Regions from separate parts of the Mus musculus genome. Here all the other regions are linked to region 3. Evidence: chromatin contacts called from public Hi-C and HiChIP or PLAC-seq data. All regions are on one chromosome and are shown on one strand. The core of a region is the stretch at or near the end of the contact, and the rest is flanking DNA. Distances in the headings are between cores, read along the strand shown. Region 1 has its middle 29 kb from the start of Gm42354. Region 2 overlaps Clstn1 (calsyntenin 1). Region 3 holds the start of Tmem201 (transmembrane protein 201). Region 4 overlaps Clstn1 (calsyntenin 1). Region 5 has its middle 49 kb from the start of Gm42354.

Region 1 (4,894 bases), core at 476-2,975, 83 kb before region 3:
TTTTTGGGTCACTGTTTTCCCAGGTGGTGTGGAGGGGGTAGGGCGTGACTCATTTTCTTGGCTCCACCCCTTTGCCCTCATCCCAACCATGTGGCTGGCTGGGGTCCAATGGCTGGGAGGTTTGGGCTGTTGCCTAGGAGATGCTTAAATATTGGCCTCGAGTTATGATGGTAAAATAAATGAGCAGGAGCTTGGGGAGCGCCAGCTCGCCTCGCCAGTGTTCCAGATCCTGGTCAAGGTCTGCGGACCAACTTGGCACAGCTGTAGTGAAGGCTGTAACCCTCTCCTTGGTGGATGGAGGGCAGGCTAGGGTTTCAAGATGCCTGGATGTTTGGGATTCCATGTTGGATGCTACATTTCCTGTCTTAGCGGGCTCTGCTAAAATTCTAGTTCAAGGTCGTAAGTAAAGACCACAAATCCACAGCCTGGGAAAAGTGTTCTCTCTCTCTTTCTCTCTCTCTCTCTCTCTCTCTCTCTCTCTCTCTCTCTCTCTCTCTCTCTCTCTCTCCCTCCCTCCCTCCCTCCCTCCCTCCCTCCCTCCCTCCCTTTCTAAGGAGAGGATATGCATTATGGCTGCCAGCAGACACCTTTACTCCCAGGTAAGAGTAACAAGGCCAGGCTCCCTGGGACCTCGCACGAGTCTCAGAAGCAGAGCACAGAGTGTGAATGAGGGTCCTGGGTCCCCACCTCAGCACTGCCAGCTGACACATCACACTCCAGGGCAGGAGCTGCAGAGACGGCTCAGCAGTGAGGAACACTTGCTGCTCTTGCAGAGGACCACAGTTTGGTTGCCAGGACCCAAGTCAAGTGGCTCACTACCACCTCTAACTCCGGTTCCAGGGGACATAACACCCTCTTCTGGCCTCTGTGGGCACTGGCGTTCGTGCACATACCCACACACATATACAACTTGAAAACAAATCAATCTTCAAAGAAAGAAAGCCAGGCGGTGTTGGCACACACCTTTAATCCTAGCACTTGGGAGGCTGAGGCAGCTGGATCTCTGAGTTTGAGGCTACAGAGCAAGTTTCAGAACAGCCAGGGCTCCATGGAGAAACACTGTCTCAAAAAACTATAAGCTAGAGAGAGAGAGAGAGAGAGAAAGAGAGAGAGAGAGAAGGAGGAAGGAAGGAAGGAAGGAAGGAAGGAAGGAAGGAAGGAAGGAAGAAAGAAAGAAAGAAAGAAAGAAAGAAAGAAAGAAAGAAAGAAAGAAAGAAAAACAGATTTTAAAACTCAAAAATCTAGAGACTGACTCCAGCCCCTCCTAGACCCAGGGCAGAGTGAGGATCCTGGCCCAGGGTTTACAGCAGACTCGGTCTCAAAATAAATTCTTAGTTTCAGACTGCTCCTATTCCAGGATGCCCTTTGGTTCAGAGATGTAGAGCCTCTGGGCCTCAGTTTCCCCATCTGTAAACCATCATTTTTTACAGGCAAGAGGCAGGAGGGACTGAGTCTTGCAAAGCTGATCCCAGAGTGCTTGCTCTTTGCAGCTGCAGCAGCTGCGTAGCTTGTATTCCAGAGTTTATGATCCCATTGCCCTCTGGGAAGTGGAAACCATTCACCTCGCCCCAAAAGCATCTAACGTCTTGGCCCAAATGTCTGCTTGTCCTGCTTGTTGGCCCGAGTGTGCAGGGGAGGGGTGGAGACAGCTCCCTCTGGGCAATGCTGAAGCACTGGGCGGTACTGGGAGGCTTGCTGAGTGTTTGACAACCAGCATGAGGTCACTGCCCGCCTCCCTCTGGGGTGTGATGTGTCAGCGATGGCCATTGGCCTACATGCCATGACTCAGGGTGGTAAGCATTCCTCCTGAAAGCCTCAACCCAACCCTGCTGCTGCCTTCCCCAGCTGCAGACTCTGCCCTCTCCCTCTGGCTCTGTCCTTCCAGGGCTCCAGCCAGGAATGCTAGGCAAAACACTATGTCAGCTTGAGTGACTACCCTTGGAGACCCAGGGTGTTCCTTGTGCTACCTGGGTCCCCTGCAGGGTCACAGGCTGTTCCCTGAAAGCTCACATAGATGCCTTGATGTTGCCCACAGTGTCCTCAGGAATGGTGGCACAGGCGATTCTGGATTTTAATGAGCATCTACTGCGTGCTCTAAGGCAAATGCTTGAGAGACAGCAATCTCCCTCTCAGGAATGCTGCCACCAATCACAAATTACCATAAACTGGGTGTCTGAAAACAACAGAAAAGTATCACTTCCCATCAAGCCAGAAGGAAAGAATCGAGGCATCAGCAGGTCTGTGTTCTTTGCGACACGCGACACTGCGGGGTTGGGAGGAAGCTATTCTGGCCTCTCCAGCCTGTGGAAGAACAATTTCCTCAGCTATATTCTCCAATCTCTGGTCTCAACTGGCCTCCTCTTCTCTCTTAGCCTCTGGGTCCAATCCTCTTCATAGGAAGACATCAGGGATGGGATGTAGAGGTCACGCAAATCCAAGATGACTGCATCCGAAGCTCTCTAGTCACATCTGCAAAAGCCCTACTCCTGAAACAGGTCATTGTCATAGACAATCTTGTGTCTTCCCTCAATATCAAAATGTATAAATAAACAAGCCAGCCACAATTTGCCAGGTGATCCCAGTCTCACTTGGTAGCTGGCTGGCAATCGCAGGTTGTCTGATTCTAATCGTAATTACTAAACTCTCAGACCACCTATCACAATATAGTCGGGATGTCTAAGAGAGGGTTAAAGAGGCAGCGTAGGTCAGACAGGCAGTGCTGAGTTGGAAGCAGAGCCAAATGCAAGCTGAACAGGTCTGGGGGCGGCGGGGGTGGGGGTGGGGGTGGGGGACAGGGGACGGTGGGATCTGCAGGGGACTGGAAGGCTCGGAGCCATCAAACACAGGGTCAGCTTGAAGAGGGCTGAGTGCTACAGGCAGGAAGCTGCATTTGAGCAGGAGACCAGGCTGCAGGCAGGAGGCCTTTGCTGCAGTAACTTTCATGGACCAGTGACTCTAGCACGCATGCACATTTGTCTCACCTCCCTCTCCCCCCCCCCAACCCCTTCTCTTATAATCCTGGCTGAGGGCTTCCATCTAGCAGGAGTGAAAAACACCTGTGGCTGTGGTTTCTAATCTGCTTAGGTGCAGCCTTGGGTGTTAGTATTTACTGGAATTACCAATCTGAGCTTCCTGGGGCTGGTGCCAGAAGCCGATGGCAGCTTACTGCTTTACAGTGCGGAGTAGGCCAGGCATGGTGGTGGTAGTGTATCCCTTTAACCCCAGCACTTGGGAGGCAGAGGCAGGTGGATTTCTCTAAGTTTGAGGCCAGCCTGGTCTACAAAGGCAGTTCTAGGACAGCCAGGGCTACACAGGGGAAACCTGTCTCAGAAAAGAAAGAAAGAGAGAGAGGGAGGGAGGGAGGGAGGGAGGGAGGGAAGTAGAGAGAGAGAGAGAGAGAGAGAGAGAGAGAGAGAGAGGTGGGGTAATTTCTTTCCTGGTACTTATACTGAAAATGTAGCTTAGACCAAGGATGATGCTTTAAAATTTAAGATTCATTTTACTTTTTTTTTTTTTGAGTTTTACGCTCAGGAATACTTTTGCTTGCATGCAATATCTGGGCACTATGTGCATGCCTGGTGCCTTTGAAGGCCAGAAGAGGGCACAAGATCCCCCTAGAAATAGAATTACAGATGGTTGTGAGACTTCATGTGGGTACAGAAAGTCAAACCCAAGACCTATGGGAGAGCAGCAAGTGCTCTTGATCATGCAGCCATCTCTCAACCCCTATTTTTATTATTTTTATTTGTGTGTGTGTATGCATGTATGTATGTGTGTGTATGTATGTGTGTATGTGTGTATGTATGTATTATGTATGTATGTATGAGTATATGTATGTGTGTATGTATGTATTGTGTATGTGTGTACGTACGTATGTATGTATGTACGTATGTGTGTATGTATATGTGTATGTATGTATGTATGTATGTATGTGTGTATGCATGTATATGTATATGTATGTATGTGTATATGTGTATGTATGTATGTGTGTATGCATGTATGTGTATATGTATGTATGTGTATGTATGTGTGCATGTATGTATGTGTGCATGTATGTATGTGTGTATGCATGTATGTGTGTATGTATGTATGTGTATGTATTTATGTATGTGTGCATGTATGTATGTATGTATGTGTGTGTGTATGTATGTATGTATGTGTGTGTATGTATGTGTGTGTTTGTGTTGTGTGTGTATGTATGCATGTATGTATGTATATGTATGTGTGTATGTGTGTGTGTATGTGTGTGTGTGTATGTATGTATGTGTATGTGAATGCCAAGTGTATGTGTGTGTATGTGTGTGTGTGTGTATGTATGTATGTATGTGTATGTGAATGCCAAGTGTGTGTGTGTGTGTGTGTGTGTGTGTGTGTGTGTGTGTGTATGTGTGTGTACGCCCAAGGGAGTCAGAAGAGCACATCAGGTCCCTTGCAGTTGGAGTTAGAGGGAACCATGGACTTCTCACTGCCAGTGCTCTGGAAGAGCAATATAAACTCTTAGTCACTGTCATCTCTCAAGCCAAAGACTGTTGCTTTATAAAGTGAATTTAGCCCAGAGTGGCCCCAGCCTACTGATACGTCATACAGTAGAGAGGAGCTGGAAGGAGGCCCAGCTCAGTCCCCCTGTCCTATCCTGAGCTTCTAAGAGGCCTTGAATTGTGGGTCACTGCAGCTGTGACTCTCCCATCCAAGTACTAACCAGGCCCGACCCTGCTTAGCTTCCGAGATCAGACGAGATCGGGCGCGTTCAGGGTGGTATGGCCGTAGACCAGCTGTGACTCTCAATACCGCTTTGACATCTAAGGAGTCAGAGGAGGAGGTGGCCCATCGAGAGTCCCTTGGCTATAGGTGGGGAGGCCAGGATTTGAACCTGGATGGGATCCTCGTTCTGTCT
Region 2 (5,071 bases), core at 1,695-4,194, 100 kb after region 3:
CAGAGGAAGGACGACGTTAAGAGGGACACTGGCTGACTGCCTACGGACCTCACGGCAGGCCTGGGCACTCACAGAGCACAGTCTCTACAGCTGCAGATCAGGGTAGAGAATTCAAAGCTTCCCTGGTGATTAGACACCCATGGCTGAGCACAGAACCCACTCCTTCTGTACTGTGTTTCGGGGAAGTGCCTCCCCTTGTCACACTGGCCACTATGCTGTGCTCGTTACTCCATGCAACCAGTGTAGAGATGCCCTGGGATGAGGCCAGACGTGTGAAGCGGGTTATACCTCCATGTCCACCCACCAGGATCTACAGTTAGGGGTGAAGCAGCTGCCAATGGCCCATCCTCCCCACTGTGATCTATCGGGGAGAGGGGTTCCACATTCACTGAAAGGCAAAGGGCAGCTTTTCCCGTGTGAACTGAATTTTAAACAGCATGTGTTGGTAAGGGCTAGAGAGATGGGTCAGTGGGTTAGAGCATGGGCTATTCTTTCAGAGGATCCGGGTTCAGTTCCCTGCACCCACATGGTGGCTCACAACCATCTGTAACTCTGGTTCCAGGGGATCTGATGCTCTCTTCTGGCTTCCACAGGCACAAGGCACACACATGGTGCACAGATATACATACACTCGGAAATACTGTAACACGTGGAGTTTTAAAAATTAGAAAAGGGCTGGCGAGATGGCTCAGTGGTTAAGAGTGCCGACTGCTCTTCCAAAGGTCCTGAGTTCAAATCCCAGCAACCACATGGTGGCTCACAACCATCCTTAACGAAATCTGATGCCCTCTTCTGGAGTATCTGAGGACAGCTACAGTGTACTTACATATAATACATACATACATACATACATACATACATACATAAAAATTTTTTTAAAAATTAGAAAAAAAAATTGTGTTGGTTTGGTGTGCAAGTCGCTGTCAGGCTGAGACAGCTGAGGTCACGAGGAAGGATGTGAAGTACCTGGTGTTTGATGGCAGTGACCCCGAAGCCAAAGGTGGCAGGACAGCCCAAGGTGGCCCACTTCACCAACATGATGGAACTGCCAGAGTGGAGTTTCCTTCAGGTTTATGCGTGTGTGTGCGTGTGTGTGTGTGTGTGTGTGTGTGTGTGTGTGGTTTTGTTTTTAGTTTTTGTTTTTCCTTACAACACATTTGAATATAAACCTAAAAGACATCTTATTTCCTCACAGGGAGTTGCACACACCGACAATGAACCTGAAGCGGTTCACTCAGTGTGCTCTCTTACTCCTTTGTATCCGAAAGAATTTCGTGAAAAACTGTGAAATTCAGCAGGGTGTGGTGGCGCATGCCTTTAATCCCAGCACTCGGGAGGCAGAGGCAGGCGGATTTCTGAGTTCGGGCCAGACTGGTCTACAAAGTGAGTTCCAGGACAGCCAGGGCTACACAGAGAAACCGTCTCAGAAAAACCAAAAAAAAAAAAAAAAAAAAAAAAAAAAAAAAAACGTGAAATTCAAATTCTCCTAAAATAAACAGATTTGTCTTGGGAATTAGATTCATTCATAGTTTTCTAACTAAAGTCAAGGCACTGTCTTCCTATGGGGAGAAAAATCCTATCTAAAGTCTCTTCACCCAGCACACACAGTGATGGTGCCTGGATTTGGGTAGGAGGCTGTCAGGCACACGGGTCACAGTGGGCGCGTGACCCTCCGAGGCCAGAGCAGGGCTCTGTGAATTTGAACAAGAACAGTTAATGCTTACTTCTAATAACTTATTTCCTTTGGCTATAAAGATAGACTATAAACCACAGCAGTGTGGGTGGTCACTGTGACCCTGTCACCAGGAGAATCATGGGTGTTTTTGTATCACTGCACAGTAGAGCAGGGATCAGCAAACTGTCCCCCCAAGTCCTTCACTAGTTTCAAATTACACTGTCTTCTGGTCCTGCCATTAAACCTTTTTCTCCCCTCTTAATGGGGCATCATGGGTATCACTACCACAAATCCACAGAGTCGATCCTTCTGTATGCTAGCCACTATCTCATCTTAGTTGGCTACCTAAGATCCCACAAGTAACCAATGTATCGTTTAAGGGGTTCAGAGGTTTCGCCAAACCAGGAAGGCTTCACCTCTCAGGGAATGAGCAAAGCCGCCTCTGATGAGTCACAGCATTTAGGTTCAAATCGCAGCTCTGTGCTGATCACCTGGATAATCTTGGGTTGCTCCTTCCCTGGGTCTCAGTTTGTCCCGCTCTATGAGAGGACTATGAAGCTCACCTGAGATAACACATAAGAGGAAAAAGGCAGACAGCCTGCCCCGGGGCAAACACAGGTGTCAAGGGTTTGCTCTGGCCTCGGGGGGGGGGGGGGGGGGGGATCATTCCTCCAGCAGAGCTTTCCAGAGTCCTCTCCAAATGTCCCCTCACTTGCAGGTTCCTAGCAAGCTCTTGACAGCTTGCTAAAGGGCTAAATACCACAGAAGAGACCTGCCAGCCATAGACATCTACATCTTTTATATTTCTGTATCTATGGTTCACTCTTTCCTCCAGCTTTGCAGACACCAATAATTAATAAACAGGTTTATATGCTGGTTTCCTAACCATACTTTCTGTGTGTGTGTGTGTGTGTGTTCTCAGGTTCAGGAAAGGTGATGTGTCTGTCGTACAAACACACCTTTAGTAAACAACAATCGATGACATGACTAGTGTTCCCTAAAAGGCTACGCACAGATAAAGGAGTCATGGATAAAAAGGCTCTGACACAGTGAGGACACGGTAAGGAGCTGTTATTTAATCCCCGAGGCCGTTCGTTACCTTGCCAGCAAGCTCCGACCACAAGCTGAGTCTCTATTTTGGTTGGATGAAGCGGGTAGTCCTCTGTCACAGAGAAGGGCTCATGAGGGATGCCGTCCACGTAGAGAGTCACACTTGGAACTTCCACATTGAGGACAAAGTGGTGCCAGTCCTCATCACAGACCTAGCCAAGGCAATGGAAGCATGACATGTCAACCAGCTGCTTAGCCAAAGACACAACCCCAGCTGCAGCAGGACAGGACCCAGAAGATGAGTCACGCGTAGGAATGACTTCCTAAAAAGAAAAGGATTTTAAAAGTCTGTGGAGAAAGTATTTCACAAACACATCCCACTGGACAGAAGGCCGACTTCCTCATCTCTCCGGCATTAGCTAACCAGCAGCAGCAGCAGCACAGGCCAGGGACTCAGCCAGGGGCTGTGCAGTTCTCCAGAAGTTTCTCCAACGGCAGGTTAGACATTTATCTCCTAAAAACTGAGGTAGCCCTGGCTGTCTTGGGACTGGACTTGGAGTCAGTAGTCCGTCAACTTTTACCTCCCAAATACTAGTCCTTTATTTTCGGACCAAAATAGCAGTATCACCAGTCAAGTTGTATGACAGAGCACATACATGTTCTCTGCTGAAATCCTCATCCAAACAGGAACATACAGGCTGAGGCCAGCTGGTGAATACCCACACATAAGGCCTGGGGGTCAAATCCCCAGGACCATGCATAACCATGCCATGGTGCCTGGCTGCAATCTCTCAGCAGCTGGAGAGTAGAGTTTGAGGCCAACCTGAACTATGTGAATCCCCGTCAGAGGAGAGGAGAGGAGAGGACGGGAGGGGAGGGGAGGGGAGGGGAGGGGATGGGAGGGGAGAGGACAGGAGAGGAGGGAAGGGAGAGGAGGGAAGGGAGGGAAGGAGAAAGGCAAAGCAAAGGGCAGCACCTCTGTGAGTTCAAGGCCAGCCTGGTCTACACAGCAAGTTCAGCCAGGTCTACAGAGACCCTGCCTCAAAAAAAAAAAAAAAAAAAAAAAAAAAAAAAAGACCAAATAAACAAATAAAAACATGTAACTCAGACTGCATGCCAAATTAAACTGAATTCCTTTACAGTAGTTAACAGGCATTATGAATAGACCAACTTAACGCAATGTCTGACTCCGTATGGAATCCTTATTTAAACAAACTGTAAAGAGACTCTGGTTCAATAAGATACATCTTTAAAACAGCTTGAAATTTGAACACTTACTGGATATTTGATTATCCTAAGAATTACTGTTACCTTTTCCTCTGTTTCCCTTTTTGGGGGTGGGAATGAGGGTGCTCATACTGGACCCAGGGTCTCAGCTCTGCCCAGCATGTGTAGTCACTAAGCCACGCCCCCAGCCTCCTTAATGAATGTGAGGGCTATGTTACAACTTAGAGACACAATGTCTATATTGAATGCAGCACTCTGTTCCGAATTTCTTGGGAGTTACTGAGTCACTTGGGGATGGGTAATATAAATTATTAACAGAGCACAGGTATAGTCAAGGAACAAAGCTGACAAGGGCTGCTCACTACAGAGGCCGGGCAGAGGCCCAGGAACGGCCCTTACCCTCACCTGTCTTCCTTATAAATCTGAAGTTTTAACAAATGTGAAACCACGGGACCCTACATGAGTCACCTCAGTAGGCACAGCCTGCAGCATCCACATGGAATTTTTTCCATGGCACACTTTCCTTAGCTTCTTGGGAACATATAGTAAAAGCTTTGGAGAAAGGATTATTTACATAAATAAAAACCACAACAGAAAGACTGGCATACCACAGGCTCTGTTCCCCTCTCATGGATACCTTGGTTTCTGGATCTCGCAACTGTTTCACAGAAAGTTGTTACATTTTAGCAAGCCCAGGCCCACCTAACCTAATGACCTGGCCCTCCTTTGCCCACTGACTCCACGAACCAAGTAACTCAGCTAAGCCAGAGCTTCCCCCTTCACAAGCTGTGTGAGTCTGGGTTTGCAGCATGCGCTGACTTCATTTCCTTAACGGAGATATTTCAACAGCCTTCCTCCTCCCTTATCACAGGAATGATGGGAAATCAGACCCCCAAAGACATCACCAAGAGGGGTGCTCTGTGGTCTCACCAGACATACATCTCCAGCTAGCAGTTTGTATGGCATCTGAAAGACACCAAGATGGCTGCCACTTGAACGTTTAAGGCAGCTTTGGTGCCTCTGAAGGGCTGAGTCAGTCTAGCACTCCCTGGTACAGTCTGGGACGCCAAGCCTTAGACTCAGGTGACCAGGCGATAATCCAGTCAACCATAACGGCAC
Region 3 (4,641 bases), core at 1,243-3,742:
CAAGCATGGCCCAAGGGGGCAGGTATTTCCCCATATAAGTAACTCAGGCAGCCTTGTCAGCAGTGAGGCCAACTGTACATGGCCACCTTTCAATGACTCGGCTGGCCTACAGGAATGTGTGTCCCACCCACTGGATGCATGAATTAAGGAGAGCCAGGAAGCCATAAAGCGTGGTGAATGTTCTAACTCAAGGCTGGTAGCTAATGCCTGAGGTGGTCAGTCTAAAAGGTGGAGAGGTTTGCTTTAGCTGAGTGAGTAGTTCTAGTCCATGATTGATTGAGCCATTGTTTGGGGGCCTCTGGAGACACAGCTCATGATATCAGGTATACAGCACAGCAAAGCCATCTAGTGTCCTAGAAGCAGAAATGAGAGACTAAACTCCCACAGTCCCCTGCAAGACAACCCCAGTGACTAACGACTAGGCCTTGCCTCTTAAGTTTTTACCACTTGGGGCTAGAAAAATGGCTCATATGTTAAGAACACTGGCTTTCCTTCTAGAGGATATGGGTTCAAGTTCTGAACCCCACAAGATGACTGAGAACCATCAGCCTCCAGTTCTAGGGCGGACCCAATAACTTCTCTGGCTTCAGTAGGTACCAGGCATCATAAAAGGTGAGATTTTCTGTTTTGGTGGTTTTGTGTTATTTAGTTTTAAAGTTTCTACCTGTGTCACCTTCCAGGAACTTCGCCAGCTGGACACCAAAACCTAAACACATGGGACTTGGATGAGTTCTGAGTCTGAAATCTGGATCTGAAATCATTTTTCCTTCCCTTTGCCTAAGACTTAGAGATGCCAATAGTCATGCGGTGCCTAAGATGGTGTGAGTGATGTTCAGGAAGCTCTTAGACAACAGCTATCTGCTGGAGACCTTTCCTGGAACTCAAGGCATCCGATCCAGAAAGTGAATGATGTGTGGGCGTGGCCATGCATTGTGTGAGCCAGTGCACTCTAGGCACACTCAGAGCTAATAGAAAGCAAAAGGAGGATGGGAAAGGTCTTGTCTCTGATGTACAAGCGACACCTTCCAGGCTTTTACATTGATTCCCTGCACACAACCTGCTCCTTCCTTCCTGACTGGTGACATGTGGACAGGTGAGCTGCCAACAAAAGCGAGAGATTATTACAGTGACCCTCAAGCCATCATTGCCCACAGAGAACTTGATCTTAAAGACACTCATAGGGGCTGATGAGATGGCTCAGCAGGTAAGAACACCCGACTGCTCTTCCTGAAGGTCCTGAGTTCAAATCCCAGCAACCACATGGTGGCTCACAACTATCCGTAATGAGATTTGATGCCCTCTTCTGGAGTGTCTGAAGACAGCTACAGTGTACTTACATATAATAAATAAATAAATCTTTAAAAAAAAAGAGACACTCATAAAATTGTGTGTGTGTGTGTTGGTGGGGTATTCTACAGAAACATAGTATGTAATTAGAGATAAACTTTTTTTAGATTTTTGTTTTTGTTTTGTTTTTGTTTTGTTTTTCAAAACACGGTTTTTCTGTGTATCAGAGTCCTGTCTGTCCTGGAACTTGCTCTGTAGACCAGGGTGGCCTTGAACTTACAGAGATCTGCCTTCCTCTGCCTCCCAAGTACTGAGATTAAAGGTGTGCACCACCATGCCCCATAATTTTTTGACCTTTTTTTTTTTAAAGAAATCAAAGGCTTGTGCCACAACATCTGCCCAACCTGGTATAAATATTTCTTGCTAGAGATGTTTTGTTTTATTTTGTTTTGTTTTAGGACAGGACCTACCTACTAGCCCATGGATTGCCTGATGACCTGGAACTCACTGTGTAGTCCAAGCTGACCTCAAATTTACAAAAATCCGCCTACCTCCACAGGGATTAAAGGCGTGCATCACCAAGCCTCAGTGAGTTTTTCTTGATCCCTAATTTAGCTCACGTAAATGCTGAAGCACGCCTGTAAGTGGCTCTTCCCTCCATCTCACTCCCCGAGGTAATCTATTTGAAGTGCACAGACTTCATCAAACTTGGCAACTATGAAAATCATCTACATTCGACTAAAGAAAAAAAAAAGGATAATCCCTTCAGGACCAATCCCCCCCCACACACACACACACCTTAGCCATTCACTCTAATGGCTGCATTATGTTCCGAAACATGCTATCCTGTGATTATTTAACCTCGTTTCCGTCTTTGGACGTTTGTGTTTGTGCAAGCTAATTTTCAACCACTGTGGCGTCTGAAGCGGCACAGACCGACTTTAGCCCAACGCCAGGAAAGCAGGACTAAGTGGAGAAAGCATTGGCAAGGATTAGCGTTAAGGTAGCAGCACTAGGACCTGCAAATGCATGCGTGCGCAGGCTGCAGGCGCAGGCGGGACTCCTTCCAGCTCTAGAGAGTGGCTTTGCAACTGTGGACGCTGGGGGGCGCGTCCGAGCCAGTGCCGAGGGCTTCCGTAGGCGCCCCGCCCACTCAGGCTCGCCCCGCGCCGCGATTGGCTGCGCGGCGGGAGCGCGCCGAGTCAAGGGGCGGGCTCGCGCCGGCTACAAAGCGGCGAAGGTCACGGCGCGAGCTGGAGCGCGCGGGCCGCTGGGAGTCTCTTTTGCGGCCCGCGCCCCTTGCCCACCGACTCGGCCCGGAAGCCATGGAGGGAGTGAGCGCGCTGCTGGCTAGCTGCCCCACCGCCGGCCTGGCGGGCGGCCTCGGGGTCACGGCGTGCGCTGCCGCCGGCGTGGTGCTCTACCGGATTGCGCGGAGGTGAGTGCGCGCCCCGCTGCACGCGGCCCGGGCCGCCGCCCCGCCCCCGCGAGGCCACGGCGGAGTCCTAGGGGCGGACCAGGCCTGCTCGCGAATGCGGGACGCATTCTCCGCCACCGCCTTTGCCCTCACCCCCTAAAAGCCTCGTCGGGGAGCAGCCGCCGACCGTGGCTGGGGGAGGGGGCTGCTGCTTGCTCCTCCCTTCGAGGCCCGTGCTCCTGGCTGGACTGCCCTGCTGGGCCTCTGCCGCCCATCGGTTAGGAGGATGAGAGCTGGCGCTTGATGGTCTGTATGCGATAGCAATAACATTCCTCGCGTAAGCTTTCCCCCGGAGAAGCCTTGGAGCTGAGTACTTAGAAGGCACGTGTGAGCAGTAGCAGCCTGAGGCAGGAGCCTGCGCTCCACACATTTAAGGAACTTGTCCACTCAGAGGTGTACGCTGTACTCCTTGGACACATGTCACGGATGGGCTTTGGGATCAATACCCTGGCCTGTCATGGCTCAGAGACCACGCAGACCCCAGTACTCCAAGCTTGCCGTGGTCAAACCCCAGAATGGAGTCGTTTCTCCAGCAGCGTGAAGGAATAGCTCACCTGATCACATTTCCCGAGGATAGGAACATACACGCATTCGTGGGAGCCTCTTTGGGACAGCCGGGGATGTGCAGTGCTCGGGACTTGACCCTAGTCGCTGGATGACAAGGAGCTATGGTTTGAACTGGCAATCAGGGTGATAGGTCGCCCTCCTTAACCCTGCATTTCTTCTGCAGGAGAGGGCAGGCAAAAGTTGTTAGAGGTAGGTGAGTCAGCGGCACCTAAGGAGGGGATGGATGTCAGCTGTGTTTGAAAGAGGGGGCCACATCCCGGGGGGCTGAGAGAGTGCCTGACTCTAGATCTCAACCCAAGCTTCCTGTCTTGTTCCCACCCAGTTTTTGGGAGTCAGAGGGACCGCTTAAGATCAGCCAACCCAAAGCAGTCCCTCGTTACCTGGGCCTAGGGGAGCCTGGGCAGTCTGTTCATGTGCCAAGCAGAGCTTGTCCCAAAAGCCAGGCATCTCCTGGCTGCCTCTGCCAGCTCAGGGCATTTGGCCAAAAGAGCAGAGTGGGACTTGTTGTGGCCAGGACTGGCTGCCTGTCACCCTTCCTGTCCTGCCAACGAATGCCTTGCCTCTGCTAGAGACAGGAATCTGAGTTCTTGGTGAGGTGTGTGTGGGACATGTATTTCTTTTTGTTGTTGTTTTTTTTGTTTGTTTGTTTGCTTGCTTGTTTTTTTCGAGACAGGGTTTCTCTGTGTAGCCCTGGCTGTCCTGGAACTCCCTCTGTAGACCAGGCTGGCCTCGAACTCAGAAATCCACCTCCTCTGCCTCCCAAGTGCTGGGATTAAAGGCGTGCACCACCACGCCCGGTGGGACGTGTTATTTCTTTCAGGAGCAGCCAAAAACCCCTTCATGCTTTTTTCATACTGACACCAGACTGTGAAGGTTTGGACCATGTTTGGACTACTGCTGCTGATTGGTCAGAGCACGGGGTCTCGGGTGACTGTCTTTATGAGGTCTGGGTTTCATGTGCAGGTGAATTGGCCTCTCACAGTTCTGAAGCAAGCCTCACTTAGCAAGAGGCTGCAGCTTTCTTTCCCCTTCCCTGGAGGGGAAGCTGTGGCAGGCAGGAATCAGCTGTGGTGAAGAATGGGGGTTGAATATGCCAGAGGAGGGCCTGCAGGAACTTGGTTTTGGAAAGCCTTTAGGGGAGTGGGTGTTTTCAAGCTAATCACAGAGATGGCATAGGGCCAGGCTTTGGGAGCCGTGTGAAGAAAATGTTTCTGCGTTCAGGTCAGCCCTTCCTGAGTTTTAAAACTGGCCAAAGTGGTTGCAGAGAAGTTATCTAGAGCCCAAAGCCAGCCACCCCGCCACCTTACCCA
Region 4 (4,606 bases), core at 751-3,250, 120 kb after region 3:
TGTCTGCTTCAGAGCTCTGTCAAGTGAGCTCGGTCAGCACTTACCTACACACACACACCCCATGAGGGATGGGAACACAAAGCAGACTGTTCTCAACTTTGAAATGTCATGTCTCAGAGAGCTGCAGCCAGAGAGCCTGGTTCAAAGGCAACATACTTAGTAAAGCTTGTGGTCTTAGCCAAACTCATCTGTCCTTCCACATACAAGTATGGAGTCCTGGTGTGTCCCAAGCACTGAACTAACCAGGGCACTAGGGAGAGAAATGGACGAGACCACCATTCCCGACAGCATGCAGCTGACATGCTCTGAACTAGTTTCCCCACCTGGGATACTATGGTGAGACTAGAAGCCAAGGACAGGTGGCCATAAAGAGCCCAGGACAAGTTGGGACACTGACAGTTCACTGAGAGTGAGCTACTGCCACCTCACAAGACATCTCCAATCTTGTCACCACAGCAGACTCAGTACCATTGCAAAAACAACCTCAGAATAAGTTTCCAGAATAAGCCTTGCTCAACACAAAAATAATCTGAAGTGTGAGGGAATTGAATAACAACTTACGTAAATAGACACATATTTCCCACAGAATATTAAATTTAAGGCCATACATTAACATTTTTAAACATTACATTTATTGTTGGGTGTAGTGGCTCATGTCTTTAATGCCAGCACAGGATGCAGAGGCAGGTGGATTTCTGAGTTCCAGGCCAGCCTGGTCTCTAGAGTTCTAGGACAGCCAGGGCTAAGTAGTAAGACTCTGTCTTGAAAAAACAAAAGCAAAACAAAACTAAACTAAACTGAATTTTAAAAAATCTATTTGGGGAGGGGAAACACAGCTTACAGGAGGCCATTTTTTCCTTCCTCCTGGGATCAGGGATCATGCTGGGGAGTAGGTGCCTTTACCCACCACACCATCTTGCTGGGTCATGAAAACATATTTTTAAACATGCTACATATGATTTCACTGTTTATATGGAAACAGCAGACATTCCATACAAGACTCTGAACCAATCACTGTTTTACTCCTTCAGATGATGTTTTTATTTTGTGTTTATTTTAATTATTATTGCTGAGGGTGGGGCTTGGGGTGTAGCTTGCAACCCACAGCCTTATGCACGGCAGACAGGTGCTCTACCACTGAGCAACATCCCCAGTCTTCAAGAGTGAATTTAAGCTCTTCAACTCATATAGACAAACAAATATGCCCAAGCCTTAGGAAGGGCATTGGAATTCTTCTGTTTACAGATGATGAAACTGAGGGGTAAAGCTGACCTTGGTGGTTCAAGCCTTTAATCCCAGTGCTCAGGTGGCAGGTGAATCTCTGAGTTCAAGGCCAGCCTGGTCTACAGAGTGAGTTCCAGGACAGGCAGAGCTACACAGAGAAACCCTGTCTCAAAAACAAAACAAAAATACTTCATTTTTATTTATGTGTGATGTTTCTTTGCATATAAGTCAGTGTACCATATGAGTGCCTGGGACTCATAGAGGCTGAAAGAGAGCATCAGTTCCCTAGGAACTGCAGTAATAGTTGGTGGTCATGAGCCACTATGTGGGTACCTGAGAACAAACTTTTGTCCCCTGAAGAGCAGCCAGTGTTCTTAACCACCAAGCCATCTCTTCAGATCCTAGTTCCTCTCTTTAAAATGTGGCTGGCAAAATGCATCCTTGCTTCAAGTGATGGAGAATTAAATACAAATTTTTATTTATAAAGCATTTGGAAAAGTGCCTGGCCTTTCTTCTTGATGCTCAGGAGCAAATGCATTATTCGCTGTGAGGTGGGTTCTGAGCGCCGCATACTGTACACAGCTGGTGCTTTGTAAATCAAAGCTGGGGGCAGTGACCCCAGAATCCTGGACCACAGTCATTCTTTGCCTCCTTGTGTTTTAAGAAAGGGTCTCAAGTAGCTCAGTCTGATCTTCCTCAAACTGACTCTGTCACAGAGGATGAGCCTGACTGTTTAATCCCTCTGCTTCCACCTCACAAATGCTGAGGGGACTAAAAGTTTGTACTTCCTCAACATGTGACATGGGTCTGAGCTCCGAATGCAAGGTTTGTGGTGCCAGGCTAGTACATTCCCAGCCTGAGTTACTACTCTCCTTTTAAATATTTATTCTTATTTTATTCAAAACATTTTATTTTTAGGTATAAGGGTGTTTCGCCTACATGTATGTCTGTGTCCCACCGTATGCATGCCTGGTGCCCACAGAGGTCAGAAGAGGGCATTGTACTTCCTGGAATTGGAGTTTCAGTTCTGATCCACCATGTGAGTCCTGGGAGTTGAACCCTGGTCCTCCACAAGGGCAGCAGAGTGTTTTTAATTACTGAGCTGCCTCCCCAAGCCTCTAAATCACTTCTTAAAATGCAGGAATGTATATAAACCCACTGGCAACATATCCTCGGCAACCTCACTAAAACTGTGATGTAGCTCTAAATGTCACACAGGAGGAGCAATGATAAATACTTACAAAATAAAAAAGACTGGACACTTAGAGCTAGCTTCAAAGAACAAGGCCCTCTCCTGGCCTCTGCAGCTACCTGCACTTGTGCATGTGCGTATGCTTGTGTGTGTCCATGTGTCCATGTGTGGCATGTTCGTATGTGTGTGATATGTGTGTATGCATTTACATGTGTATGTGCAGTGTGTACAGTGTATGTTTGCATGTGTATTAGTGGTGTGGTGTGCATGTATGTTTCTGTGTATATGTATAGTATGTGCAGCATGTGTGTGTGTATGCATACACACGTGTATGTGTCTGTGCATGTGTAACAAAGGTAATAGAAATAAATCTTTGTTGTTGTTGTTGTTGTTTTTTCGAGACGGGGTTTCTCTGTATAGCCCTGGCTGTCCTGGAACTCACTTTGTAGACCAGGCTGGCCTCAAACTCAGAAATCCGCCAGCCTCTGCCTCCCGAGTGCTGGGATTAAAGGCGTGCGCCACCACACCCGGCTGAAATAAATCTTTATAAAAACTGAGTTGAGCTGGAGAGATGGCTCAGAGTGTGGGAGCACTGACTGTTCTTTCAGAGGTTCTGAGTTCAATTCTCAGCATCTACATGGTGGCTCACAACCATCTGTAATGGGATCTGACATCCTCTTATCGTGTGTCTGAAGAGAGCGACAGTGTACACACATACATAAAATAAATAAATCTTTAAAAAACTGAGTCAAGGGGCTGGCGAGATGGCTCAGTGTTTAAGAGCGCCGTCTGCTCTTCCGAAGGTCCCGAGTTCAAATCCCAGCAACCACATGGTGGCTCACAACCATCTGTAACAAAATCTGATGCTCTCTTCTGGAGTATCTGAGGACAGCTAAAGAAAAAAAAAAGAAAAAAGAAAAAAAAAACTGAGTCAAACTAAATCCTATCTCAAAAATAAAAAGTTGTTTTGGGCTGGGGAATGGTTCCATTGGTAAAGAACCTGACAAAGCCTGACTGCCCGAGGTTTGGATTCTCAGAACCTACATTAAAGGCTGGACCCAGGCTGGAGGGATGATCCACGGGTTAAGAGCATCTGTTTCTCCTGCAGAGAACCTGGGTCAACTCTCTGCACTCACATGACTTCACAACAGGAGATATGATGGCCTTTTCTGACCTCCTAACAAACCTGCACACGTACAGGTAAAACACATTCATAAACTTTAAAAAACTAGAAAAAAAGAAAAAAGAAAGAAAAATTTAAAACCTGGACACAGCCACATGCATGTGTGTGTGTTATCCCAGTGTTTGCTCTCACTCTGGGACTGAGAAAGCAGAGCCCTCCAGCAGTCAGGGCAGATCTGCCTGGCAAACACCACTAAATGTCAGCGATGTAGGAAAATCACCATATGATCAAAATCTATGACACTGTCCTAAAGGGTTTTTCTCTGCAAAGGCACAGGGTGCAATCTTATAAAATAACTCATATCAAACATTTAATAACTTTATTAAGAAGGCTGAGGCAAGAGAATGAGAATTTTGATGCCAGCTAGCATTAACATAGCAAAACTTTCTCTAACAAAGAAAGATCTGAGGATATGACTCAGTGGTTAGAGCCCCGGCTGATTTCCCAGAGGACCGGGCTTTGGTTCCCAGCACCCACAAGGTCATGCATAACTATTAACTCAGTTCCAGGGAATCTTGTGCCCTCTTCTGGTCTCTGTGGGTACTGCATGCACATGGTGCACAAGCACATGCAGGCAAAACACCCATACACACAAAAAGGAAAATAAAAATTAAATTCATTAAATTGGGCATGGTAGTACATGCCTATAAAAATAAATACAAGTTGACAATGTGCTCAGCATGCAATGTATACTTCTTAAATAACGCAACACCATACATGATTTTAAACCACAAAATGAGAGACTGGAGAGACAGCTCAATGTTTAAGAGCACTGGCTGCCTTTGCAAAGGACCTGGGTTCGACTCCCAGTATCCACACAGCTCTGGCTCCAAGGGATATGATGCTCTCTTCTGACCTCTGTGGACATCAGACATTCACACGGTGCACATATGCAAAATAAAACTATAGAAAAAGATTTAGCTAAATAAAAGTTAAAGATTGAAAAAAAAAAAAGGAAATCTAGGCCAAAACTTATTCCCCCACAAAGACTGCTCAATGTTTCTGAA
Region 5 (4,705 bases), core at 60-2,559, 100 kb before region 3:
AATTTATGAATAAATTGTATTATAATAAAGGCTGTAATAGAATAAAAGCAAATCTGGCTTAAATAGAATAACTTCTAAATGGAATTTTTAATTTATTATATGTGTAAGTGTTTGCATATGTGTGTGGGTACACACAAGCCGCCGTGCACATGTGGAGGTCAGAAGACAACTTGCAGGGCTCAGTTTTCTTCTTCCAGCACATGAGTTCCGGAAACTGAACTAGGGTTGTCAGGCTGGACCTTTATCTGCTTGCTGAGCTATCGCCCTCTCAGGCTGCAGTAAGCAAACCATGGCACCAGAGGGCGCCTGACTCACGTAGTCCATAAGAACAGCAGAGCAGGGTATCTTAGCAGGCAGCTGAGGTACAGGTGAGCTCAGCTTACACTGGCAAGCTAAGCAAAGGGTGCCCTGAAGGAGGCCTCCCTCCCTCCTCTCTCCTCTTTATGTTATTTGTGTTCTTTCTTTGTTTGTTATTGTTAGGGGGACAATGTTATGACATGGGGTTCAGAGGGCAGCTTGAGGTCATTAGTTCATTGTTACACAGATCAAGCCCAGGTGCTCAGGCTTGCAAGGCAAGAGCGTCTACCCACTGAGCCATCTCCCCTCTCTCCTGCTCCTGGGGAAGAAACTGAAGCAGGAAGGAGTGGTACAAGTTTGAGACCCGCCTGGGCTACACAGAAAGTTCCAGATCCATGTCTTAGTTTACTGCTGTGAACAGACATCATGACCGAGGCAACCCGTATAAGGACATTTAATTGGGGCTGGCTTACAGGTTCAGAGGCTCAGTCCATTATCATCAAGGCAGGAGCATGGCAGCATCCAGGCAGGCATGGTACAGGAGGAGCTGAGAGCTCTCTATCTTCATCTGAAGGCTGCTAGCAGAAGACTGACTTCCAGGTTAGAATGAGGGTCTTATAGCCCACACCCACAATGACACACCTGCTCCAACAGGGCAGGAGGGCCTTGCTCAGACAAGGGTTAGTTCAAGGGCTAGCCTGGGTTATATAAGAACTCATCAAAAAAAAAAAAAATCAAGCCTAAATAAAGCCAATCCTATCATGAACAAAAGCTACTCCTTCCTGTTCACACTCCCCCCTATAAGAATCCAGCTGGAACCAGTGCCTTGGCTCCCACTGAGCCTCACTGTCTCCAACAGTGGGAGCTGACTGGACCGCACTAGACAGTGTGTTAAACACCACCAGGGCTGCTGAAGCTGTCTCTGCCAGATTCCTAGGAGGACTGCGGGGGTTTCCTAGCCCGTGGGAAGCAGGGCCAGCCTGTGCCTGGAGGCTGAGAGGGGGGAAGTTGGGCAATGCTTCTCCCTCCCACTGCCCGCACAGCCCAGGGCTCTAACTTCCCAAGTTCCCCAGGTCCCTGTGCCAAGGCTGGGGGGTATTTATAGTGCTGGCACATGCCGGGGGAGCCAGCAGAACAGCTGTTTTCTGATATGGGAAAAGGGAGCGATCTCTACTAGGAACTGTAGGAAAATGAGCCCAAAGAGGTCTGCCACTCAATGCTGCCCTCTCTGGGGAGGGGGCTTCAAATCCTGCAGCAACAGCATTTCCCACCCTCACGGCCCAGACAGTTGGTTCAGCTGGTGGCCCCGAATGCCAGGTGCTGAGTGGGCCCTGGGGCCAGGAGCATAAGGCCTTGTTCCTTACAGTGGCCAGGAGGAACAGTGTCGTGGAAACCATGAGTGAACATCCATCCAGTCCTAGGGAGCAAGAACCCAAGAGTCAACATAAGGGATGCAGCTATTCCTGGAGAGTGATGGCGGCGGGTATCAGGAGGGAGGGGGATAATGGGGCGACCCCAGGGCCAGCCAAAGTTTACCTGGCTTTTCAGGATTCATGTGAGAAGGTCAGATAGAATGGAGATTTGTGGGTCCACCCACAGACCTACCCATCCCCTCCTGGGGATCATAGAGGTTGGATACCTCTTCTGGTAGCATCATCTACATGCAAAGATGGTGCAGCTACGCCAGCTGCCTAGCAGAGAGTTGGAAACCACACAGGCTCACACACATGTACATACATACATACACTTACAAACACACACACACACACACACACACACACAGGACTAAAATGAGGATTAGAGCTGGAATAAGGGTCAGGGTTGAGGTAAAAGGTCAAGGGCCAAGTATGTAGATTCTCCCAAGATAGAGTTCTGGGGGGGGGGGGGGGAGTAAACTCTGTACTGCAGGTGATATCCAATCCAGAACCTTCCGCTCTGCAACACACACACTGACACTTCCCACACACCCAAACATGCACACACACACACACACACACACACACACACACACACACACACTGACACTTCCCACACACCCAAACATGCACACACACACACACACACTGACACTTCCCACACACCCAAACATGCACACACACACACACACACACATACACACACACACTGACACTTCCCACACACCCAAACATGCACACACACGCACATACACACATACACACACACACACACTGACACTTCCCACACACCCAAACATGCGCACACACACACACACACACACACTGACACTTTCCACACACCCAAACATGCACACACACACACTGACACTTCCCACACACCCAAACATGCACACACGCACACTGACACTTCCCACACACCCAAACATGCACACACACACACACACACACACTGACACTTCCCACACACCCAAACATGCACACACACACACGTATGTTATATATATTTAGTTCTCCCAAATGCTCTTCTGGGCATCCTTCACTCATGGGGTCCTGTAGACAGCATGATCTGTGACTGGAGGAATTCTTTCACCAGGCCACCCTCCTCTGTCTGGTACCAATGCGGAGTAAGCCCCATCTGTGTTGGCTTAAAGGCCTTAATTGCCGTCTCCTACTTAACAACTAACAGTGACCAAAAAAGAAAACTACCTCCTAAGAGAAGGTGCCCCACTGTCGGGATGGCAGCTTGCGTCAGTCTGATTGAGAGTGGTACCCAACAGCTTTCTGCCAGGGCCATGTCTTGAGAGGCTGTTTTTGTTTTTGTTTTTTTGGAGGAGGGGGTCTTTTATCTTGTTTTAATCTCTGGCAGGTTTGGGTGTTTGTTTTATGACAGTCTCATGTAACCCAGGCTGGCCTCAAACTTGCTATGTCTTAGGATAACCTTGAACTCGTGCGCCTCCTGAGTACAGCTGCCTGGATTTCAAGCATGCACCATCGTGCCTGACCCCCAGGGAGTCTCTTAATCATGCAGAGTCCCATGCTGTCCTCGAAGGGGCTGGGGCTGGTTTTTAGACCTAAATTGAAATGGAAATACAGGAGAGAGGTCAGTTCCTGTTATACTGATATTGAGGATGTTGCCAAACTCAAAAATTGCTCATTTTCCCAAAGAAAAGTCAGTTCCCCCTAAGGAGATCATTTGGCTCTCTGGTAGGAATGGTGAAGGCTAGGCTTTGGCGTTCTGAACTGTGAGACTCACCAGTGAAGGTGTGCCTGGACAGAGGTCAGGACAGTGATAAAGGAGGGTCGTGGCGCCCTCTGGTGAGAATAGGACCAAATGCACCCAGAGGGCATCCCACTGAGGGGACCTAGCCCCACCATGGGGAAGAACAAGATCCATAGTTCCTCCTGTGGCCACTCAGAGCTCACACCTTCCCTGATGGAGCCACTTAGACATGATATAGATTCCATCCAAGAAAAGAGGGAGGTGTCCATCTTAGAGAGAGAGAGAGATGAACACACTCTACAAGGGCTGAGGCCAAAGGAAAGTCAGGAGACTGAAGGCCTCTTGTTCCCAGGAGCCGCCCACAGTCGCAGGAAAAGAGTCCCTCCTCTGTCCTACCCAGACATTGCCACAGGGGCCATGGGTTTCCTACCAAGCTGTGTCTGCACAGACATCATGGATCATCGAAGTTGAACCCATATCTCTGTACTCCCATAACAAAAGCACACAGGTTGGATGGCTGAATGGTTGGTCCCCAGAAGATTGAGAGGTTCAGAGTATCTGAGAGAGAGCATGGCTTCTACACATCAACACAGGGCTTTCCCCGGCTGCAGAGGAAATGTGCACAAAAGGCCAAAAGAGAGATTTGATCCTTTCATGACCCAGTGGGATGTCTAGAGGAAGTTCCTGGGAGTTCTGTACACATCTGTACACACGCTGCTGGAATCTCTCCAGACTCAGGTTTGCACGCCTTTCCAAATCGACTTCCATCAATGACACACCTGTTAGCACATAGCCTTGGTATGGAGTGCTCTTGGTGGGAACTGAGAGCCATTAGAGATCTGCTATACACACCGTGCAGGTGATAGGTTTCGTGGCAAACCCCACTCCCCCGGATGAGCATCCCAAGATTTCTGGATGGGTCATCCCTGGTGGCTGGAAGGGTTAGGGAAGACAGTCCTCACTATGCCCTGATGTTCACACCTGGAGGAGGCCAGCACTTCCTCCTCAGAGAGAGTCTGAAGGACCATTAGACAACTCTCAGAAATCCATGGGATTCTGCCCTAGCATAGGCTCGCTAGAAAAAACCCACAGGGTGTGTTGGCTTTCAGTATTCATACACCCAATTTTGTACATTATTTTTCTTGAAGTTTAAAAATACTGGCCATCAGACTTGAAAAGGTCTGTGGTGGTTAAATGGGAACATTCCTCAGCTGGGATTTAGAATCGCCTTGGAAATAAACCTCTGGTAAGGACTGTAAGGGAGTCTGTG

What was found. Hi-C and Micro-C count contacts between places; a contact is called where the count stands out from the background. HiChIP or PLAC-seq counts read pairs in DNA pulled down with a chosen protein or histone mark.
Region 1: an HNF4G HiChIP or PLAC-seq map of pancreatic cancer cells shows a contact between it and region 3. The contact joins the enhancer-like site here to the promoter of Tmem201 in region 3. A contact is called at or near these places in 1 of 39 promoter capture datasets (macrophages), 2 of 15 datasets of contacts at CTCF or cohesin (large pre-B cells and pro-B cells), 2 of 484 Hi-C or Micro-C datasets (embryonic stem cells and olfactory sensory neurons), 3 of 115 datasets of contacts at active chromatin or transcription factors (embryonic stem cells, microglia and pancreatic cancer cells) and 3 of 9 other capture datasets (adipose tissue, embryonic stem cells and liver).
Region 2: a Hi-C map of bone marrow-derived macrophages shows a contact between it and region 3, with 50 read pairs. The contact joins the enhancer-like site here to the promoter of Tmem201 in region 3. A contact is called at or near these places in 4 of 39 promoter capture datasets (the 3T3-L1 cell line, the C10 cell line, macrophages and 1 more), 8 of 484 Hi-C or Micro-C datasets (the G1E-ER4 cell line, bone marrow-derived macrophages, cortical neurons and 3 more), 6 of 115 datasets of contacts at active chromatin or transcription factors (the 230-238 cell line, Th17 cells, embryonic stem cells and 2 more) and 4 of 9 other capture datasets (adipose tissue, embryonic stem cells, liver and 1 more).
Region 4: a Hi-C map of bone marrow-derived macrophages shows a contact between it and region 3, with 31 read pairs. The contact joins the enhancer-like site here to the promoter of Tmem201 in region 3. A contact is called at or near these places in 1 of 39 promoter capture datasets (macrophages), 2 of 484 Hi-C or Micro-C datasets (bone marrow-derived macrophages and muscle stem cells), 4 of 115 datasets of contacts at active chromatin or transcription factors (the 230-238 cell line, Th17 cells, embryonic stem cells and 1 more) and 3 of 9 other capture datasets (adipose tissue, liver and pancreatic islet).
Region 5: an H3K27ac HiChIP or PLAC-seq map of microglia shows a contact between it and region 3, with 6 times the contacts expected there. The contact joins the enhancer-like site here to the promoter of Tmem201 in region 3. A contact is called at or near these places in 1 of 39 promoter capture datasets (macrophages), 1 of 15 datasets of contacts at CTCF or cohesin (embryonic stem cells), 6 of 484 Hi-C or Micro-C datasets (the G1E-ER4 cell line and embryonic stem cells) and 2 of 115 datasets of contacts at active chromatin or transcription factors (embryonic stem cells and microglia).

The regions. Positions count from the first base shown.
Region 1 is chr4:149,817,607-149,822,500 of GRCm38.p6, reverse strand. No RefSeq gene overlaps it. Among named protein-coding and RNA genes, the nearest start is that of Gm42354, 29 kb to the right of the region's middle. Within about 2 kb of position 1,725, at least 109 of the 459 cell types and tissues checked have an H3K27ac peak or open chromatin away from gene starts, as enhancers often do. A contact at or near this core is called in adipose tissue and pancreatic cancer cells, where this site is marked.
Region 2 is chr4:149,636,099-149,641,169 of GRCm38.p6, reverse strand. It overlaps Clstn1 (calsyntenin 1), which reads right to left. Exons shown (of 19, transcript NM_023051.5): 10 at 2,775-2,937. Among named protein-coding and RNA genes, the nearest start is that of Mir7023, 17 kb to the left of the region's middle. Within about 2 kb of position 2,944, at least 29 of the 459 cell types and tissues checked have an H3K27ac peak or open chromatin away from gene starts, as enhancers often do. A contact at or near this core is called in bone marrow-derived macrophages and muscle stem cells, where this site is marked.
Region 3 is chr4:149,735,919-149,740,559 of GRCm38.p6, reverse strand. It overlaps Tmem201 (transmembrane protein 201), which reads left to right and starts at 2,492. Exons shown (of 11, transcript NM_001284270.1): 1 at 2,492-2,725. The coding sequence starts at 2,613.
Region 4 is chr4:149,614,590-149,619,195 of GRCm38.p6, reverse strand. The region is part of intron 2 of Clstn1 (calsyntenin 1); the gene reads right to left. Among named protein-coding and RNA genes, the nearest start is that of Clstn1, 30 kb to the right of the region's middle. Within about 2 kb of position 2,000, at least 7 of the 459 cell types and tissues checked have an H3K27ac peak or open chromatin away from gene starts, as enhancers often do. A contact at or near this core is called in adipose tissue and bone marrow-derived macrophages, where this site is marked.
Region 5 is chr4:149,837,690-149,842,394 of GRCm38.p6, reverse strand. No RefSeq gene overlaps it. Among named protein-coding and RNA genes, the nearest start is that of Gm42354, 49 kb to the right of the region's middle. Within about 2 kb of position 1,309, at least 62 of the 459 cell types and tissues checked have an H3K27ac peak or open chromatin away from gene starts, as enhancers often do. A contact at or near this core is called in microglia, where this site is marked.